3 separate regions of the Mus musculus genome follow, and regions 1 and 3 are each linked to region 2. Evidence: chromatin contacts called from public HiChIP or PLAC-seq and promoter capture Hi-C data. All regions are on one chromosome and are shown on one strand. Each heading gives the region's core, a stretch centred on a gene start, on an enhancer-like site or on the middle of the called end of the contact. The rest is flanking DNA. Distances are from core to core; before and after follow the strand shown. Region 1 overlaps Tnks (tankyrase, TRF1-interacting ankyrin-related ADP-ribose polymerase). Region 2 holds the start of Eri1 (exoribonuclease 1). Region 3 holds the start of Tnks (tankyrase, TRF1-interacting ankyrin-related ADP-ribose polymerase).

Region 1 (2,700 bases), core at 194-2,693, 550 kb before region 2:
TTCCCTGTTGATTTCTCATTTGTCAAAAGCAGACCCTAGCTGAAAATTATTCTATCTTATAGAACCTGGTTTGGGGAGGGAGAGGGGGAGAGAGAGGGAGAGAGGTAGAGAGAGGGAGAGAATGCTAAAGTACAGAGAACTAAAGGAGTGCTTTCTCCAAACCCAACAGAGAAACTACCAGAAACAAAAAAGGTAAGAAACAGGGAGTAAAAATAAACTGTCCCAAGAAAAAAAGATGGTTAAATTCCAACGCAAAAAGATTAGCTCAACAGCAGAAGGTAATTATCCTGCCTAGGCAGGCGATGGACCAGAGAAGGCCTACACTCAACACCAGCACTGTGTCTCCTTTGCTGCTGTGAATATGAAGACAGGATTTCCCACTGCAGCGCTAGCCAAAAGTAGAGGGATATATCAAGGGGAAATACTGCAATCGGACCAGAGGGCCAAGTGCACAATTACATCGAAGGTGACAGCATTTTTAAAAAGCAAAGTTTGGAAAATGGTGATAAAAGAAATCACACTGGGGCGTTCGCTCTCTGTCCTAGCCCCATCTATCGCCATTTTCCACAACCTAGAATGCATACTTCACTCCTCAGCCCAAGCTCCTTAAGAACTCTTCCAGGAGGCTCTGAAACAGGTACAAAAGGCAAGCATTCAGTAAGATACCAGAGTAATGAGGGTAGGAAGAGAAGAAGCTCTGCAAAAATGACACTTCTCACAGCTGACGGAAGTTCTAACTTCCAGACTTCGGGAGCTCACAGGTTGCAGTGAGGACAGACAGACACTACAGAAGCAGTCTAACGTCAACTACTAAAAACTTCCTAAGTCCTTCAGAAAGAAAATGCAGAACAACAAGAAAACGAAAACTAAGTGGAGAATAGAAACAGTGGCACACACACACACACACCAATGCATCAGAAGGCAGAAAACTGCCACCACTTGGAATCTGTCAGTAGTTTTCAGTCCACCCTCCTTTATCTCAGAGAGCTACAGACAGTGGAGAAAGAAAACACTAAATGCAACCCAATGAATAAATCATAATTAGAAGCCCAGAGAAAAAACACACAAAAACACTAATACAATTTTTAAAAACCCTCAAGCTTTATTTTATCTTAATTCTAAGCAACTGAACCATTTTTAGAATAGTTCTTTAAATCTATACCTCTCAGTGCACAGCAAAGCAAACTCTAGAAAGACTAACATAAAATGAAGAAAGAGTGTCGGTAGACACATCACCTCAGGGGAAAAGGAGACAAAAAAAAAGCTTTAAAGGCAGTAAATCTAGGGAATTGATAGATTAAATAAAAACAGAACAATAGCTATTTAGAGTGACTACAAAAATGCACAGACCAAAAAAAATTCCACAACCAAATGGCCAAGGGCAGGGAAAAAAAGGATTAATCACAACCAATGACTCACTAGAAATGTAAATTAAAACAAATATAGTATTTGTTTGCTTTATTACAACACTGAGCCTGCAAGATGGCTCAGTGAGTAAAAACTCTTGTCACCAAAGTCTTGTGGCAGAAGGAGAACACTAACTCCGACAAGTTGTCTTCCGACCTCCACACGTGTGCATGACACAAGCACCTCACCTCCGAAAACAAATATAATAAACATGTGAAAGCTACACAGAACTGTTCCTAAGAGCACTGTGCACACAGCCAACAATATCCAGATGCAGCAGTCACAGCAGATTGTACACAACACTAAAAACCAACAAACCACTGCCCTTTGACAGCCAAACCACACACAACAAGTAACAAGATAGAATCCTCTCGCCAAGTTCAAAAGCTGACTGCACTACCCTATGTGTGGTTAAGGGCTAGACATTCAGACAGGCTTGCAGCTGCAGATGGACTGATTCTTAATCCGGGTGCCTGTTACACCCAGGCATAAACTCTGAAAATTCGCCTTATAATATACTATGATTTGCGCTTATCTGTGTTTACTGCATCTCAAAAACAAACTCCTATGTAAGGTGTAAGGACTGTGTGAGGAACATAAACTAGCATAGTCTCTTGAAAAAGCCAATCCAGCAGCACAGACTGACAAGCCAAGCTCTGGGATTCTACGTGCAGCACTTTACAGCACTGTCACGAGGAGTTTCAGTAACTGTGTCTACTCACTGCACAGACTCAGCACCCAGGGCTCCTCTAAGTACTCTCTAAGGAACACAGGACTGTTTCTCCTCCAATATAAAACCACTTGAAAGGTTCATGCACAGCGGTCACAGCACCTCACTAAACACGGGAGTCTTAACTGAATTTTATGCATCCTCCAACAATGATCCTCAATTTTGCACATGAATGAAAACAGCGAAGAGAGATTTTTAAAAGACCGAGCTTACCCTACACCAGTAATATAATCAGCCCAGGACTAGAAATCTGCTCCCAAAAAGTATGGGCATCTCCTGGGGCTTGGTAAAAAGGTGAATTATCAAGCTCTGCTACAGACTAACCAGAAGAGAAACTCTAGGGTGTGGCACAGAAACAAACCTTCCAGTTTGAGAACTATGATTGTACAGCTGCAGGAATGTATAATTCTCCTGAAAATTACACATAAACTGTGGTGTATACAAGACTATCCACACTCATCAGCAGATTCTTAAAGCCATGTTAACAAAATTACGAGCTCCTTGTATTAATCAGCACATTTCACACTACTCACTGTGGGTTCCTAGTGATCTGGACCATCCTT
Region 2 (2,700 bases), core at 160-2,659:
GCTTTCGAACCGACTTAGATGATATTGTCAACAACGTATGTTAAAATGAAAGGGGCATCTTTCCAGAGAGGGCAGATGGAAGCGTCTTCAGCCTTCCAAAGTACCTACCAACAAAGGGAATAATCTGGAAAGATCCAGAGAAGCATGCTCCGGACAAGAGGAGCACAAGATCCTTACGTTACAAAACACTCCACGATAAAAGAACACAAGGAAGCCAGAGTGGACGAAGATGTGTATATGAACTGAGCAGAGGGGCAAACTGAAGAAGGCACGGAATGCGCAGCGCAACCTCGGCACAGACTGTCAAAAGGAAACTCTAGAGGCCTGATAGACAGCTTAACCATGAAGAACAAACTCTGCTCTTCCCCAAGACCCATACCTCCTTTCCTGGTCTTCAGAGGCACCTGCGCACACACACACATTTTAAAAAATAATATTTAAAAGGCTATTCTGGCTACTACACGAAGGTGTAAATGGAAAGAATAAAGGCATTGGGACGCCTCTATGGAATACCCACCTTCTGACATTTTGGTTTTTGAGCCTAGCCTTTCACACCCAAGCCATCTATCTCTCTACCCTGCCAATGAATGAATAACCTGGGTGTCAGTACTCAACTCCTCTTACGAAAAAGCGACAGAATTTAGCATCTCGCTCACAACCCGCGGCGCTAGCCAACACTAATTCATCAAGATGAAAAACAGAAGTCCGGGGATCATCTCCTGATCTTGCCCATGCCGTGAGGAAGTAGCAAATCACTTAGAAAGCCGGTCGTGGCAGGGTTCTGGGCGAGACAGTAGGGGACGGGGAAAGACCGGGGGAGGGTCCTCTCGGGAACAGATGCACCTCGGGGTGCAGAGGGCAGTGGGCCGTCTGGGGCTGGGAAGACACGGGCTGTCCGAGCACCCCGAAAGGCTTGCCGCCGCATCTGGCGGGGAGGGTGGGCGCTGGAGAGAACCCAGCCAATCAGCGCCACGGGGCTGATGGAACGGCAGTGCGCCCGCGCGCGCCGAATGTTTACGCGGAATTCTCACTCGGAACTTCCCGCCTGACCTCCTCCCTCTCGAGGCCGACGATGCTCGCCCCGACTAGGACGGAGCAGGGGAGCGAGCGAGGCCGCCCCGCACGCGCGCGCGAGCTCCCGACCTCACCTCCACGCTCAGCGGCCGGGACTCCTCACACTCCGGCCGCGGCGTCTTCTGCTGCGCCGCGTCGCCGCCACGCTCCCGGCCCCGCTCGTCCTCCATGCCGCCTCTCGCGGGCCGCGAGACGGCCGCGGACGCTCACTGTCGGTCCACCGAGACCCGCGGGAAGCCGCCTCGCTCTCTCCCTTGAAAAACTACCGCGCTTCACGTTCCCGCGGCGGCCGCCACACAAACTCCGCCGGACGCCTCCTACTTCCGGGAGCGTGTGGCGTTGTCACGCCGCGCAGGCGCAGTGGGCGGGTCCCCTCCTTTTTCTCCCCGCGCGCGCGCGGTAGGACGGCGGCGGGAGAGAGCCCGGGAGGCGAGCGATTTGGGGAAGTGGGCGTGGGTAGCCCGCAGGTTCGAAAATGGTGCTGCGCCGGTTGCCTGGGATGCGCGCGTGAAGCTGCCCTAATTAGTGTTTGCTGCAAGTTCTAAGGTCTTTCCTCCCAGTAACTCAAAATCTATTTACTTTTTTTCCCCCACTGTAGCAGAAGCTGCTTTGACAACGACCAGTGTAGTCTATGTATGCCCTTCTGCAGATGCGTTCCTAGGGTCTAGATTCCACAACGCTGAAATCTACAGGATTGCATCCTTTCCAATGCTGTTTGGCATTTGGGGACGTTTTTAAAAATCATTTTCATTCGTCTCCACCCCCCCCCCTTGTGTTTATGGGTGTTTTACCTGCGAGCATGTCTGCACCGCGTGTGTGCAGTACCCCAGGGAGGCTGAAGAGAGCGTTGTCCCTGGGATTGGAGTTAGAACCCAACATGGGAGTTGCCATGTGGGTGTTTTTGAGAGGCGAAGGAAGAAACTACCATTCCAACTTAAGTGTCTGGGCAAGATGAACTTTACTCTTTATCAAGCGGGTATGCTCGAAGAGTGAATACATACAAGTCAGGAAGTGTGTTTGGTGATTATTTTAACTTAGGGTGTGGCCTGTGTGTGTCTCTTCCTCCTGATTTGAGGTCCCGTTGTTTCACAGCCTGATTTGATTGGCTAGTCTGAAAAGAATTGGTGCACAGGAAGTGGAGGATGGGGAAAGGGGCCATTGGAATAAAGGAGCAGTTCTTTGAGTAAACAGTAGTTTTTCTGGATCTGAAGGATCGAAACATTTTCATTAAAAGTCTCACAAGGTGGAGGAAGATAAAAAGATTTCAATTCTTTGTCTTAAACCCAAGTTTTATAGTATCCATAGAAAAGACTTGTGGTGGTTTAAATATGCTTGGCCCAGGGAGTGGCACTATTAGTAGATGTGGCCTTGTTGGAGGAAGTCTGTCACTGTGGGCATGAGCTTTAAGACCCTCATTCATGCTGGCTGCCTGAAAGTCAGTCTTCTCCTGTTTGCATTTGGAGCAAGATGTTGAACTCTCAGCTTCTCCTGTACCATGCCTGCCTGGATGGTGCCATGCTCCCACTTTGATGATAATGGACTGAACCTCTGAACCTATAAGCCAGCCCCAATTAAACGCTATCCTTCTAAGAGTTGCCTTGGTCATGGTTAAACACTTGTCATAAG
Region 3 (2,700 bases), core at 193-2,692, 530 kb before region 2:
TTCAGCATTTAGCAATCAGTGCCTATGTGGAGAGTTTCCCCGCCAGAGACTTCTTCCTAGATCCTTGCTCAAACAACCTCTCATCTTTGTCTCTAAGAAAATGAGCTGAGAGACAAGGTAAATACACAATGGACCTCAAAGCTGCGCCCTCGCTCTCGCTCTCTCTCTCGCTCTCTGTCTCTCTCTGCCCCTTATCATAAGGCACACAATACCCTTATCACTACTGTCTCCGACTGGCCCGCTGTAGTCTCTCCAAACAGACAGTCGACTTCATAGAAAACGTGACGTTTCACAAACCCCATTGTCTTGCGTTGTGTATCTTAAGAATATGAGAGATTCTTAAAACACTTGTTGAGTTACCGTACACTTCTTTTGGCCCGGGACTGTCTGTCCTCCGGGGACAAAACCGTGCCGAAAACAAAAACAAAAACAAAACTGTCTCACGAACGACAAAGCTGTCCCTAAAGCGACTCAAATGCAACTTGTCCCAGGCAGGCACACTCTGAACTGAAAAAGTTTTAAGCATGCCCACATCCAGGGTTGACCGCTACACAGAGTTTGCATAAGTTGAAGTACCACGGTTGCAAACACTGAGGGGTGAATTCACACCTCGTCCCCGCTTCCAAGTCCCCACCACCCATGCACTAAAAACTTCAGCTCTCGGGGTGAAGTCCTGCTAACAACCTGTAACTTCTTTGTCCTGGGTCCAATCACCCACCCTCCGCTCCGAACCCCGTAAACCACAATTCTCAAGTCCCAGACAGACCTGCTGCGAAGTGCAGGGGAGAAGACTTTCGGCCGGCCATGTCCTTGGCATTCACGTTCGCGGCGTCCACCAACCTCTTCACCCGGGACACGTCCCCATTCCGACAGGCCTCGAGCAGCTCCCGCAGGGCCCCACTCACGGCTGGGACCCCCGGGCCGAGGCCCGCCGCCCCGGCTCCCAAAGTTGCCGTGGAGCCAACTCCGGCCGCCTCGGGACTCTCCGCTAAGCTCGAGCCAGGGGAGGACGGGGAGGAAGACGAAGACGAAGTCGGGGAAGAAGCGGACGACGCGGAGTTGTTCCCGCCGCCGCCGCCGCCGCCGGCTGGGGTGGGAGCGACCCCGACGGCGGCGGAAGCTGCCGGGACCGCGGCCGGAGCAGCCACGGTGCAGACGGCGCCGTCCACCGGGTCGGGAGATCGCGGCCTGTCGGGCGGGTCCCGGCTGCCATCCCCCTCCGGCAGCGCCAGGCCGTGCCGCGGGGAGGCGAAGGGCGCCAGGCCGCCGGCCGTAGGCGAGGCAGGGGTGGGTCCCGGGGCCAAGCCCGGGCTGAGCGGCGGGGGAGGTGGCGGTGGCGGAGCCGAAGCCCCTGGGGCGGGCTGGAGCTGTTGCTGATGATGGTGGTGATGATGCTGAGAGCGACGCGACGCCGCCATCTTCCCACTCCCCCGTACTGTCACTGCGGCAACGGCGCCACCGCCCGCCCTCACTTCCGGATTCTGGACCAATCGGGATCCAACATACCCGGAAATGATTCCTGCCGAAGTGGGTGGAGTCCGAGAGAAGAAGGGAAGTATTGGAAGCTCAGAGAACAACCAGCCTGGGGGCGTGGCTTAGTAGTGGAGCGACGGGCTTTTGTGACGCCCTGGCGGGCTGGCTGGGCAGATTTGAAAGTTGTGGTGAGCCACTACCTGTCTGAGAAACTTCTGCCTTCCTTCACTTTCTGCGGGATTGCTTCGGTCGGCTTCAGTCTTCCCTCGGGTACCCGTCAGTCTGCGGTGTCTCCCTTCAGAAGAAGCTATTAAAGTGTAACTTATGCAAACATCTACCAAACGTCCTCGTCCGAAAATGGAATTAATAGTACCCACCTCACAAAGTTGTTTGCAGGAATGAAGTGAGCTAATGCATACAAACGCTCTGAAGAATAATTATAATTAGCACATTGGGAATATTTTTAAATGCAGTGTTAGATATCTCTCCACCTTACTGTCTCTTTGTACTGTCTCTTACGTCTCATTCTGACACGGGACAGGAGGGAAGGATAAGGGAACTTTATTCTCTAAGAGCATTTGTACTTAATACCGGAGAAAGGAATCCATGCACATACACACTGTCAATAGCTCAGTGTTGGGGTCTGAGAGTCGGATTATTGAATTTATACCCTAATACTGATTAGATCATGGACATAGCTCAGAATTATCTGAACTACATTATCTTTTTCTGTCAGCTTATAAAGGAAAACACACACACACAAACGACAATGAGATCTTTCTCAGGTGCAGGAAGTTCTGCCAGGTGATCAGGTCTGATTTAAGCCATTTTTGACATAACAGTTCATAATGACCTTTAATTTGATGGGCCCTATGTAAAGCTTTGTGGAATTCCTTAAGATTAACAAACCTCAGGACATACAGAACATAACAGGGGATGTGACCAGCATGACCCTTCTCTGAGTCAAACTATTTTTCTATGTCAAAGGCTGGTAGGCATATTACAGCAACAATATGAAATAGCTGGCAAGCATGGAACAAAATGGCCGCAACTATGCTAGTGGGTCAGGAGGACACACCGCTTGGTTTGTCTCTTCAGAGTTAAATCTGACTAAGGATGCTCTGAGAGGCATGCAAGACTCACTGGCATTGGGAGTATGCAAACCTAACTAGACAGAGAATAAGAAGGGACAGGAATGAGCAATGGGGGAGCGGGGTGGGGGAGGGG

Evidence for each region. Promoter capture Hi-C pulls out the DNA fragments that hold promoters and counts their contacts. HiChIP or PLAC-seq counts read pairs in DNA pulled down with a chosen protein or histone mark.
Region 1: a FOXA1 HiChIP or PLAC-seq map of pancreatic cancer cells shows a contact between it and region 2. The contact joins the enhancer-like site here to the promoter of Eri1 in region 2. A contact is called at or near these places in 4 of 39 promoter capture datasets (frontonasal cranial neural crest, liver, neural stem cells and 1 more) and 4 of 115 datasets of contacts at active chromatin or transcription factors (acute myeloid leukemia, pancreatic cancer cells, pro-B cells and 1 more).
Region 3: a promoter capture Hi-C map of liver shows a contact between it and region 2, with 4 times the contacts expected there. The contact joins the promoter of Tnks here to the promoter of Eri1 in region 2. A contact is called at or near these places in 12 of 39 promoter capture datasets (the HPC-7 cell line, HPC-7-derived erythroid cells, cranial neural crest and 8 more), 5 of 484 Hi-C or Micro-C datasets (CD4 T cells, CD8 T cells, natural killer cells and 2 more), 18 of 115 datasets of contacts at active chromatin or transcription factors (the 230-238 cell line, the SCID.adh cell line, acute myeloid leukemia and 11 more) and 4 of 9 other capture datasets (adipose tissue, liver, macrophages and 1 more).

The regions. Positions count from the first base shown.
Region 1 is chr8:34,946,363-34,949,062 of GRCm38.p6, forward strand. All of the region lies in intron 1 of Tnks (tankyrase, TRF1-interacting ankyrin-related ADP-ribose polymerase), which reads right to left. Among named protein-coding and RNA genes, the nearest start is that of Tnks, 18 kb to the right of the region's middle. Within about 2 kb of position 1,444, at least 48 of the 459 cell types and tissues checked have an H3K27ac peak or open chromatin away from gene starts, as enhancers often do. A contact at or near this core is called in pancreatic cancer cells, where this site is marked.
Region 2 is chr8:35,494,124-35,496,823 of GRCm38.p6, forward strand. Eri1 (exoribonuclease 1) reads right to left here and starts at 1,410. Exons shown (of 7, transcript NM_026067.3): 1 at 1,149-1,410. The coding sequence starts at 1,244. Gm51568 (a long non-coding RNA gene) reads left to right here and starts at 1,403. Exons shown (of 2, transcript XR_003947532.1): 1 at 1,403-2,700.
Region 3 is chr8:34,964,248-34,966,947 of GRCm38.p6, forward strand. Tnks (tankyrase, TRF1-interacting ankyrin-related ADP-ribose polymerase) reads right to left here and starts at 1,443. Exons shown (of 27, transcript NM_175091.3): 1 at 767-1,443. The coding sequence starts at 1,418.